Linked DNA regions of Mus musculus: region 2 is linked to region 1. The links are chromatin contacts, called in public Hi-C maps. All regions are on one chromosome and are shown on one strand. Each heading gives the region's core, a stretch centred on a gene start, on an enhancer-like site or on the middle of the called end of the contact. The rest is flanking DNA. Distances are from core to core; before and after follow the strand shown.

Region 1 (5,618 bases), core at 1,213-3,712:
CTCTCATGATCTGCTTTCTAATTTTCTGGCACACACACATACACACAGAGAGAACCCTACATAAATATACACATATAAAAAGTAGAAGTCAGGATCTGTGTGTGAGAGAGAACAGGACACATTTGTCATAATGTACCTACGTTACTGTACTTATTTTTTTCCAGTTCCATCCATCTTTCTGCAAATTTCATTTTTAATGGCTAAATAACATTCTATCATGTACATGAACCACGTTTTCATTGGCCATCCATCTGTTGATGGGAATCTAGTCTGGCTTCGTTTCCTGGCTATTGTGAATACAGTGGCAATGGTCAGGGGTGAGCCAGTGCCCCTGTAGTAGGGGGAGCAGTGCCCCTGTAGTAGGGGGAGCCAGTACCCCTGTAGTAGGGTGGAGAGCCCTCTAGGGATAAGCCACAGAGTTTTCAGTTAAGTGTGCTGGTTCCTTTGCTCTGTACTAGGGAAGTTTCTAGAAGCCAGCCAGCCAGTCACACATCCTGCTGTGATTCAGGCTGAGTGTTGATACAGAATGCTTCCCGTAAATTAGATTTATCAAATCAAATGCCCAGAGAAATCAGGCCTGGACACAAAAGAGGAGAAGCCGGCCAGGTTTACAACACCGGAAGAACATGTGCCTGGCTAATGGTGCCAGACTCCTTTAGAGCTGGTGTGCTGGAGGAAAGAGTAGAAACCTCTGCTGAACATAAAACTCACAGGGCTGGGCAGACTGCTCAGTGGGCAGAGTGCTTTGGTAAGCACAAGGATCTGCACTCAGTCCTCAGGAACACCGGAAAGGAAAGCCAGACACAGCAGGAAGCTGTGCCTGTAGTTTCAGCACTGAGGACAGAAGACAGGAGCATCCTTGGGACTCTCTGGGTAGCTGAAGTGACAAGAGGAAGACACCTCCATTACTGACGTTAACCTTTTGCTCATACACCCGTATAGGAGGAGTACCTGTACATATAACATATGTATAACACAGGGTGGGGGGAACTAATGGAAAAGAAATTGAAAGCCTGATGATTTCCCATAGATACATTGTCTGACTTAGGGTTTCATTGCTGTGAAGAGGCACCGTGACCAAGACAACTCAAATTAAGGACATTTCATTGGAACTGGCTTACAGTTTCAGAGGTTCAGTCCATTATCATCATGGCAGGAAGCCCGGCAGAGTCCAGGCAGACAGGGTCCTAGAGAAGGAACTGAGAGTTCTACATCCTCATCTAAAGGCAGTCAGAAAGAGATTGACTGTTCTACACTGGGCGGAGTTTAAGAATTAGGAACCCTCAAAGCCAGCCTACACAGTGATAGACTTCCTCCCACAAGGCCACTCCTCCTACTAGGAGCACTTCCCATGGGCCAAGCATAGTCAAACCACCACAGGCATGAAGCCTCAGCTGTACTCAGGGCCTTTGCCACAATACTTGTAGGGCCTGGACCAAACAAGGGACAGTACTCTTCAGGGCCTCAAGGTAATGGATGTCTCTCTCTCCCAATCACACCTTAACCCCGCACCTCAAATCCAAGCTGACTTCTCACAGCTCAGTCCTGCCCTGACAGATGCAAGGTCTGGGAGCTGGGTGTGGCTCCATGGGCAAGGCTTGACTGGCAGATATGAAAACCTGGGTCTGAGTCCCAGCACCATACAAACCGTGTCTAGAGCTGCATACCTGTTTCATAACCTCAGCACTGAGAGATAGAGGGAGGAGGACCCAGAAGTGAGGGTCATACTTGGCTATGTAAGAAGTTCCAGCCCAGACTGGGATACTGAGATATACGAGACTGTCTTAAACAAAACAAAAGTCACACTTTCTTTTAATTCAGTGTGAAATTCTCAGAGTGAGGCTTAGTGCAAGAATGGGTCACTATATGTGAGCATGAGCGTGTGTGCATGTGTGTGCCCGTGCTTGCCTGTGTATGTGAATGTTTGTGTGTGCACGTGTGCATGTGTGTGTGTGCATGTGTGTGCATGCATGTGCATGTGCATGCGTGTGCATGTGCATGTGCGCGTGCATGTGTGTGTGTGTGCGCACGCGTGTGTACGTGTGTGATGGTATATATGCTGGTGAGATTAGAGGAGGACATTATACATCCTCTCCTGCAGTTCATTCAGTGAGAGACTTCTCCCTTGAGGTCAGGTCTCTCACTGAGCCAGGAACTTGCTGTTTTTCTGTCTAGCCTGGTGGAGAGCAAGCCCTAGAGATCTTCTTGTCTCTGCCTCCCCTCCCTCAAGTGCTCTGGTTACTGGTTATAACAGGCTTTTTTATGTAAATCCTGCTATCTGACCTCTGGTCCTCATAACCACCGAGCCATCTCCCCAGCCTGCAGTGGCTCAGTTTTCAACAAGAAATCTGGGTAGCTAGGAGTTACCCAGCTGTGAAGTCAGCTGGCTCTCACCCTCCTGGGTGTCACCAGCCCCTTGGGGGTTTGGCTGGAAGAGGAACCAAGCCAGCCTGGTTTCTGGGGTAAGTCCCGAAGCAGACCTATGGGGGCTTGTGGTTGTGTAAGTAAAGGGTGTAAGCCTGCTCCCTAGCCCTGCACCACGCCTCTGGTTAACAAGGCAGATTTTGGAAGAGAGTTCTTTGCAACTCTGCCCTGTTCTAGTTCTAGAACATGGAGCCAACACTTGTTAGATGCTAACAGGATGATATTGATTGATTGATTGATTTACAATACAATAACAGCTTCCAGTGTTGGGGATGTGGTTCAGGTGGTAGAGCGCGTGCCCTGCCTTGCCTGAGTTCCATTCCCAGCACTGTTTAAACTAGAGACGGTGGAACATGCCTGTAGTCCCAGCACTTGGGAGGCAGAGGCAGGCGGATCAGAAGCTCAAGGTCACCCTCAGCTACACAGTGAGTTTGAGGGTAGCCTGGACTACATGAGATCTTGTCTCTAAAACAAAACAAAAAAAGCAAGGATAAATAAAGAAAAAGAAAAAGAAAGAGAGAAACTTTAGAACAAAAATGAGCGTCTTCAAGAAATCTGTGCCGGCGATGACCTTTCCCACTGCAATTAAGTTTTTCATTAATGAATAAAAGTTACACGCATTCATGGTATATATTATGTTGTTTAATGCCAGAATGGGCTGTTTTATTATTTGGGTTTTTCTTTGGTTCTTTTCATCTTGACCATGGGTTGTTTTTAAAGAGTCACATCCTGTTTTGGCCCGCAGCACCTGCTCTGATGAGGAAGGGCAGGTGGTGTGCTGTTCCTGTTTGCAGGGACACAGGCTCTGAAGGATGAAGTCTGAGGCTGTCTGTTGGCTGATGGCTGAGTCCCTTTGAGTGCCGCCTCTTCTCCTCCAGCTCCTGGCTTCATGGGCCTGTGTGACTTGGCTGCCCACTGGCCTTCAGGGCTGGGCCTCCCTTCCCACTTCCTCTACTCCCCCATAGCTTTCTCTTCCCTGCTCTCTCCTCCCTCCCTCTTTTCTTTCTCCTCCTCCCCCTTTTCCTGTTCTCCACATATGAACCTTGGCATATGATAAGCAAACAAACAAACAAAACGAAACAAACAATTTTTAAAACTTTAAGCTCATTCTTTGCCCTCTCACTTCCCGCCTGCCATCTGTTCTCGTACCCACTTCCCTGGCTTAGTCACCTGTATAATGGTTTATCTGGAGACATCCCCACCTTTTCCTCCCCTCAGCCTGCCCCTGCCAGTGGATTCTCTTGACTGTGGTTTTAGAGCAGTGTTTCTCAGCCTCTCTCAACATGGCGAGAGTTGAATACAGTTCCTCATGTGTGGTTCCACACACCACCCCGCCCCCCACAGCCATAAAATTATTTTTGTTGCTACTTCATAACTGTGGTTTTGCTACTGTTATAAATCATAATGCAAATACTTGTGCTTTCCAATGGTCTTAGGTGACCGCCGTGAAAGGGTCGTTTGACTCCCCCAACAGGGTTCGAGACCTACAGGTTGAGACCCACTGGTTTCGAGGCAGGAAGCATTTGACAGAAGGAAAAGAGGGAGAATGGTTTCAGTGGTCTGAAACAAGGGTCCCGTGTGCAGAGTGTGTTTCTAAAGGTTCCACACAGTGTCGGTGAGCTCTCTGAGGCTCGTAGCACTGGTGTTAAAGATGTGAGAGAAGAGATTCTGACTGTAAACTTAAGTTCCCAGAATGTCGTGAAACTGTTACCAGTTAGAGCACAAAATTTGGGTAACCTGAATCTGTGTTCCTGGGCCAAGGTCCTCCGTCCTCCGTGTATGTGACTGCAGAACAAACTGTCTCTTCCTCCTTCTGAGGTGAGAGCTGTTTTTGCATTGACATAGCCCTGCCTCTTCCTCACTGGGAGAGCCTAGGGGAGGTTGCTAAATCTTTTTCTGCCTCAGTTTTTTTTTTTTTTCAGAAGGTCAATACTAATGGTACCTTGTTGATGAAAGGCATCAGGCTTTGTTTAGTGTGGAAGCCCTTAGGATGTACTTAGCTCGAAGCTACTGAGTGGCTGCTGCTGACTGGAGGTGTCTAAGGACTGTAGGCCTTTGATGTCTTCAGTGTGGGAGAGCAGACTGTATTGAACGGTCTCAGAAATGCCCTCAGAGTTGCTTCTTTTCTCAGGCTGGGTAACACGAGGGCAGCACAGCCTGTACTTCAGCTCAGAGATGCTTTTCCAACATGATACGCTGTCCAGCACAATTCCTAATTTAACTTTCGGAACGGAACAGACTAATACCAAAAAATAAATAAACAAACAAATAAATAAAAGCTGACTCGGTTGGTAGAGTGTTTGTCCTGTATGAGGATCTGAGTCCAACTCCTGGAACCCAAATGTAGAAAACCAGGTATGTGACAGGTGACATACACTTGTAATCTCAGGGCTGAGGAGGTAGAGACAGGTCAACTTTTGGGCTTGCTGGGCAGTCAGCCTAGATTTCCTGGATGGTTCCAGGCCAGTCAGAGATTCTGCTTCAAAACCAGGGGGATTGTGGGACTGGAGAGATGGTGCTGTGATAAAGAAGGCTTGTTTGGCAGTGAGCAGGGGAGCACCCACATAACAAGACAGGTGTCTTTCCAAAGCAAATGCTTGCAAGCCCAGCACTTGAGGGGACTGGAGATATGAGGGCCTACACTGAAGCTTGCCGGTTTCAGGCCTAGCTAAGATATGATCCTAGGTTAGAGAAAGACCCTGACTCAGCACAATAGGTGGAATGTCACAGAGGACACCAGAAGCCCTTCTGGTCTTTTCTTATAAGTATAGGCATGTACATCTGCACACACATGTACATAGACTGATTCTCTTTCTCTCTTTCTCTGTCTCTGTCTCTGTCTGTCTGTCTGTCTGTCTCTCTCTCTCACACACACACACTGGTGTGTGTGTGTACATAATCACATAGTATGTCAATGTTGACCAAAACATGTATTTGAAACATGGAACCTGTGCTGAGCCACAAACCCCTCCCATCGAGAGGCCGGCTAGGAGTCTCACTGAGATCTGCATAGGACCGATGGGTTGCTATGAAAGCAGTTTTTGCTCTCCCAAGTGTGACCCAGACACTCTGCTGACAGGACTATTCCTTTACCTGTTCCATAAATAGATAGTGTAAGGAGACAATGTGTTTGTTTAGACAGAAACGCTAACCAGTAGGCTAAATATAGCAGCAGTCCCCAGGGACAGCCAGTA
Region 2 (5,618 bases), core at 907-3,406, 97 kb before region 1:
TGCAACCCTATAGGTGGAACAACATTATGAACTAACCAGTACCCCGGAGCTCTTGACTCTAGCTGCATATGTATCAGAAGATGGCCTAGTCGGCCATCACTGGAAAGAGAGGCCCATTGGACTTGCAAACTTTATATGCCCCAGTACAGGGGAATGCCAGGACCAAAAAGTGGGAGTGGGTGGGTAGGGGAGTGGGGGGGAGGATATGGGGGGCTTTTGGGATAGCATTGGAAATGTAAATGAGGAAAATACCTAATTAAAAAAAGCCATATTTTAATTACTGTTTGTGTATATTTGTGCATGTGTGCAGGTGCCTGCAGAGGCTAGAAGAGGGTGCTGGATCCCACTCCCATAACCCAGAGCTGAAGTTACAGGTAGCTGTAAGCTGTCCACAATGGATGCTGGGAACCTAACTCTGGTTCTCTGCAAGGACAGCAAATGTTAAGCCTTCTCTTCAGCCTCTTGCTCTACATTCTTTTAAGGACTTCTCAGAAGTAGCACCTTTCATTGAATTCGTAGAGTTGGTACAGGCTATTATCTCTTCATGATTTTCTCATTTTATTTGTTTTACTTTTGATACAGTTTCTCATAGCCTAGGCTGACTTCAAACTCACTTTGTAGCCAAAGATCTTAAACATCTTGATCCTCCTGCATTCTACCTCCAGAGTGTTGGGATTACAGGTGTGTGCCTCAACATCCAGTTTGTGCAGCACTGGGGATAGAACCCAGGGCTTTGTGTGTGCTAGGCAGGCCTCTACCAACTACACCCCAGCCCCTCATCACAGTTTTAATTAGCATTTTTTTAGTGGTAATGATTTAGAACATATTTTCTTGTGCTCATTTGCCATCTGTATGTCATCTTTAGCAAAGTGGCTTTTCAAATCTTTTACCCATGTGAAGAAACGGATTGTTTACTTACAGTGTTGACAGTTGATAAAATATACTCTGAATACAACTTCTTTGTCAAATATGTGATTTAAAAAAAAAAAAACCTCTTACTTCCTAGTTGGCAGCTTGGATCATTCTCTTTGTATTATCATTTGCAAAAAATATCAGTTCAGTTTTTGAGGTCTTTTTCTTTCATGGCTTATGGCTTTAGGATCTGTCTCTAGATCTCTTTCCCTAACTGTGTGTCTCAAAAGGTTTCTCCTATCTTTTGGCTTTGGATGTTATCTTTTAGGGTTTTCATTGCTGTGAAGAGACACCATGACCAAGGCAACTCTTATAAAGGACAACATTGTTTTTCATTTAATTGCTATTTATTTTCATAAACACGAGGTATTTCAAAGTGCTCTAAGGTGCAGCACTAAATATATACGTTTTGAAGAAATTAAACACAGAACTTTGCCATTTTACCCAGTTCTATGCACCAAACGCGAACAAACACAGTAACAAGGAAGAAACAGGCTAGGAAAAAAGGAATACACACACACACACACACACAGTGCTGGAGAAGGATTTGAGAATTCTACATCTGGATCCAAAGGCCATCAGGAAAAGAACTATGAACCATTAAACCTGGGCTTGAGCATCTGAGACCTCAAAGCCCACCCCCACAGCGACATACTTCCTCCAACAAGGCTCTACCTATTCCAACAAGACTAAGCTTCTTAATAAGATCAGTCCCTGTGGGTCAAGCATTCAAACCATGAGTCTATGGGGACCATACCATTCAAACCACCACAGATGTTAATAGTCTCATGCCTTATATTAGATCTACAATTTATTCTGTGTTAGTTTTTATAAGAAGCACGAGCACAAATACTGACTGTACATATGTGCCCTGGTTAGTTTTTATTGTCTGTTTGATATAATGTAGACTCACCTGGGAAAAAGAAACCTCAGCGATGAGTTGTCCAGATCAGATTGGCCTGCGGCCACGTCTATAGGGTATTTGTCTTGATCAATGACTGATAAAAGGGGGCCCTGCTCACTGTGGACAGTGACATCTCTGGATGCAGAACCCTGGGCAGTATAAATGAATTGAGCATGAGCCAGTAATTTGTGTTTCTCTGTGGTTTCTGCTTAAGTTTGTGCCCTGACTCCTCTCAATCATGGAACTGTGACTTGAAATTCAAGCTGAAATAAACAGCTGCTTTTGGTTTGGTTTATATCACAGCAACAGAAAATGAAACTAGGACAGTATACCAATGTCTATATGACTGTGGGTGCACATGTGCCTCAGTGCACATGTTGAGGTCAGAGCACCACCTATGGTGTTGGTTCTCATCTTCCCCTTTATTCAGAGTGGGGTCCTTTGTTTGCTGCTGTGTGCTTTAGACTAGCTGGCCCATGGGCTTCTGGGGATTTTCCTCCATTCACTTACCATCTCCTTGTCGGGGCACTGAGATTACAGATGCACTCGGCTGTGTCAGTTTTATGTGACTCCTGGAGGTTCAAACTCAGGTCCTTAGGCTTGCATTGCAAGCATCTTACACGCAGAGCCACCTCCACAGCTCATGTCTTTTTTGTTTGCTTGTTTGTTTGCTTGCTTGTTTGTTTGGTATATGCACATTCAGTTATTCAAGAGGATGCCTTTTCTTTTTCCCAGTTGCTTTTGTGACTTCACAAGCAGTCATGGCCATAATTATGTGGGTTCATTGATACCCTTGTCTAGCCCTTGGCGAACCCTACACTGTGCAAATGACAGCACATTCACAGTAAATCTTCATATTAAAGAGTGTATTGCGTGTATTGCTTTTCTGTTGCTTTTTTTTTTTTTTAGCTTTTGTAGATCCTTTTATCTGATTTTCTTTACATTGATTGATTGATTGATGTGTGTGTCGGGGGGGGTGTTGGGGAATGTCTGTGGGCATCAACAAGCCACAGTGACTATGTGGGGGTCAGAAGGTAAGGTAACTTACAGGGGTCAGCTCTCTCTTTCACAGTTTGTATCCTGAGAATTGTCCTTAGGTCATTAGGATTGATGGCAAGTGCCACTGAGCCATCTACCCAGGAATCATCTGAATTTTAGAACCAGATTGTCTGTACCTAGAAATTTTCTATTGGAATTTGAGTGGAGTTAAATCTGTAGATGTATCTGGAGAGACTTGCCACTTTACTTTGACTAGACGTTCATTTCTTAGCCAGAGTCCATCTCTCTACTTTTTAAGGCTGACTTTACTTTCTCACATAGACATTTGAAATTGCCAACACACTCAGCCCTAACTTTGGAATCATGGTCGAGATGCCCCATCGTACCTCCCCTTTGCTGCTGTGGACTTACATCTCCCTCCCAGCTCCCTTCTTCCCTGACTGTCCCTCTGTTGGCCCCCATGACACACTACTACATTCTTTCCCCTGCCTTATCTGCCCACTTGTCTCATCCTGACCCCTTCCGTGATCTTGGGAGGTGACACTGGACACTCTTCTCTGGCTTCTGTCACCCTGCAGTCATCACTTGACTGTGTGGTGGCTAAATCCCTGCTTTCACTTCTGCTCCTTCTCCTTGGGTGGCCTTCAGACATCCTTTATTTTCTCCCAGTGAAGAAACACACACACACACACATACACACACACAGAGAGAGAGAGAGAGAGAGAGAGAGAGAGAGAGAGAGAGAGAGACAGACAGAGACAGAGACAGAGACAGAGAGACACAGAGAGACAGAGAGACAGAGAGACAGAGACAGAGACAGAGAGACACAGAGACACAGAGAGACAGAGAGACACAGAGACACAGAGAGACAGAGAGACAGAGAGACAGAGACAGAGCTTGGGAAGCTGAAGCCCAGATTTCTTTGGAGGCCTGGGGCTGTTAGAATCATTGAAGGGTCTTCATCCCCTAATTTAGGGTTAGTCAATTTGAAGAAAGACGGACTGGTTGATTGCCTCACAACTGTTGGGTAACATGTCCTGATCTGAACTTGTTGAGCCAGCCATAAGCATAGAGCCTGCTGGTGGGCTATAAGGGCCAAAGGCTTTTGTTTTAAGCTGCCAGGATTTTTTTTTTTTCTCCAGCTAAGAGGGTGAGGAAGAAGCCAGTCATTTTGGAAGTTTTCCATCTTTATCACCTCATCATGACTTCTCTGCCTATCTGTCTGCCTCCCAGGGAGTGTGTCTAACTTTGAGTGTTGGTGTTATTTTTATGAACGTGTTTGTCTAAGTTTGGATACTATGGCCTATGGTAATAAGAATGAGCAGTATTATTTCTACTTTAATCCTCTAAACTAATCTGGCTACCTGTCTCCCTCCTGCCCCACCCCTCACTAACAGGAAGTCCAGTCATAGTCTTTCCCCTGCTTAGTCATTGGGTGATCAGCTAGCTTTATTGACCAATCAGGGAATAATTGGGAGCAATGCTTACACAACATTAGAACAGGAGATTCTTAGAATAAGGATTGCAACTAGATATGGGGGCACAGAAGCCAGCACTTGAATAATATAAGGACAATCTTTACACTGTGCACAATAACACTACGCCTACAGCACTGTCTATCATTCTCTTTCCGCGGTCACCAGAACTGCTGTTGAGAGCTTGGGAGCACTGACTGCTTTGATGTCTTTAAGCTGATGAAGAGGTGATGAGGGAGGGGCAGCCGTCAGAGTGTCATAGGGATCTAAGGAATCACGATAAAACTTAACTGGGTGGCAAAGATCTAGAGCATAAGACAGCCATTTGGTGCTAGTGTGTCTCCTCTAAGTGAGTCACATAAGCAAGGTAGCATCTGGAATGAGTGTATGATGTGCAAAGTGAGCCAGGTGCAAATCTGTGACGTACAAAAGGGAGGCTGCTAGTACTCCTACAACTTCTATTGAGAGCATAGTAAATAGTTCCTTCAAATGTCTTAATGCCACAGCACACAGCCGGAACATTGGTTTTACCTGAAGCTGGCTTCTGCCCTGGGGAACAGCTTGTTAGAAACCTTGTCTTCATGATGCTTGAGATATATGTGAGCTTTAGCCTCCCCACTGCAGCTTTGGGTTTTAGCTTTAAATTGTTCAGATGTTTGAAACCTTTGGGTAATTTCATTCATGTGTGTAATGTATTTAGATCACAACCCAACGCTACTCCTTCTTCCTGCTTTTCCCAGCCACACTCCCACAGCCCTCTCCTAACTTCATGTCATCATTTCACACAGAGAAAAATTTGTTTTTAGAGTTTTGCCAACTCAACAGTGCTCTTCTTTCAAGTCAAGATGTTTCCCTTTTTCAAGTACAGGAAAGATTTTTTACAACTTCCCATTGGCATATCTAAGCAGCCGGCAGCACCGCTTTTGTGTTTGGGGTATAAATGATAAAATATAATCAGTATTCCAACACTGATCAGTTTGATTTCCAAGATGGCTGCTAAGTGACTCCTGAGCAGGTAGCATACTCAGAATGGATACTCCGACATGAAGGGGTGATTCATGTTCCTGGCAGGATGGAAAAGGTGGGTGTGAATCATCAATACACTCATGATGAGGAAGGAGTGAGATTGCGTCATGCCACTCTGAACAGTACTTTGAAACTTGGGCAATATTTACTTCAGAAGTTTTCCATTTGGTATCATTGAAATGTGGTTGATCAGAACAGTTTAAATGGCAGATAGGGGAGACTTCTCTACGGGCACTGAGTTCTGCAGCTAGACCTGTGCAAGGCTTCCTGCATGATCTCTCTCTATGTGGATTATTGCCTTT

The links. A called contact is a pair of places that touch in the nucleus more often than the background predicts.
Region 2: a Hi-C map of pre-pro-B cells shows a contact between it and region 1, with 1.6 times the contacts expected there. The contact joins two enhancer-like sites. A contact is called at or near these places in 1 of 15 datasets of contacts at CTCF or cohesin (large pre-B cells), 11 of 484 Hi-C or Micro-C datasets (the C2C12 cell line, CD8 T cells, the CH12 cell line and 8 more), 6 of 115 datasets of contacts at active chromatin or transcription factors (CD8 T cells, effector CD8 T cells, embryonic stem cells and 2 more) and 3 of 9 other capture datasets (adipose tissue, liver and pancreatic islet).

What each region holds. Positions count from the first base shown.
Region 1 is chr1:127,511,480-127,517,097 of GRCm38.p6, reverse strand. The region is part of intron 5 of Tmem163 (transmembrane protein 163); the gene reads left to right. Among named protein-coding and RNA genes, the nearest start is that of Gm41947, 35 kb to the right of the region's middle. Within about 2 kb of position 2,462, at least 51 of the 459 cell types and tissues checked have an H3K27ac peak or open chromatin away from gene starts, as enhancers often do. A contact at or near this core is called in CD8 T cells and pre-pro-B cells, where this site is marked.
Region 2 is chr1:127,608,324-127,613,941 of GRCm38.p6, reverse strand. All of the region lies in intron 2 of Tmem163 (transmembrane protein 163), which reads left to right. Among named protein-coding and RNA genes, the nearest start is that of Tmem163, 67 kb to the left of the region's middle. Within about 2 kb of position 2,156, at least 14 of the 459 cell types and tissues checked have an H3K27ac peak or open chromatin away from gene starts, as enhancers often do. A contact at or near this core is called in CD8 T cells and pre-pro-B cells, where this site is marked.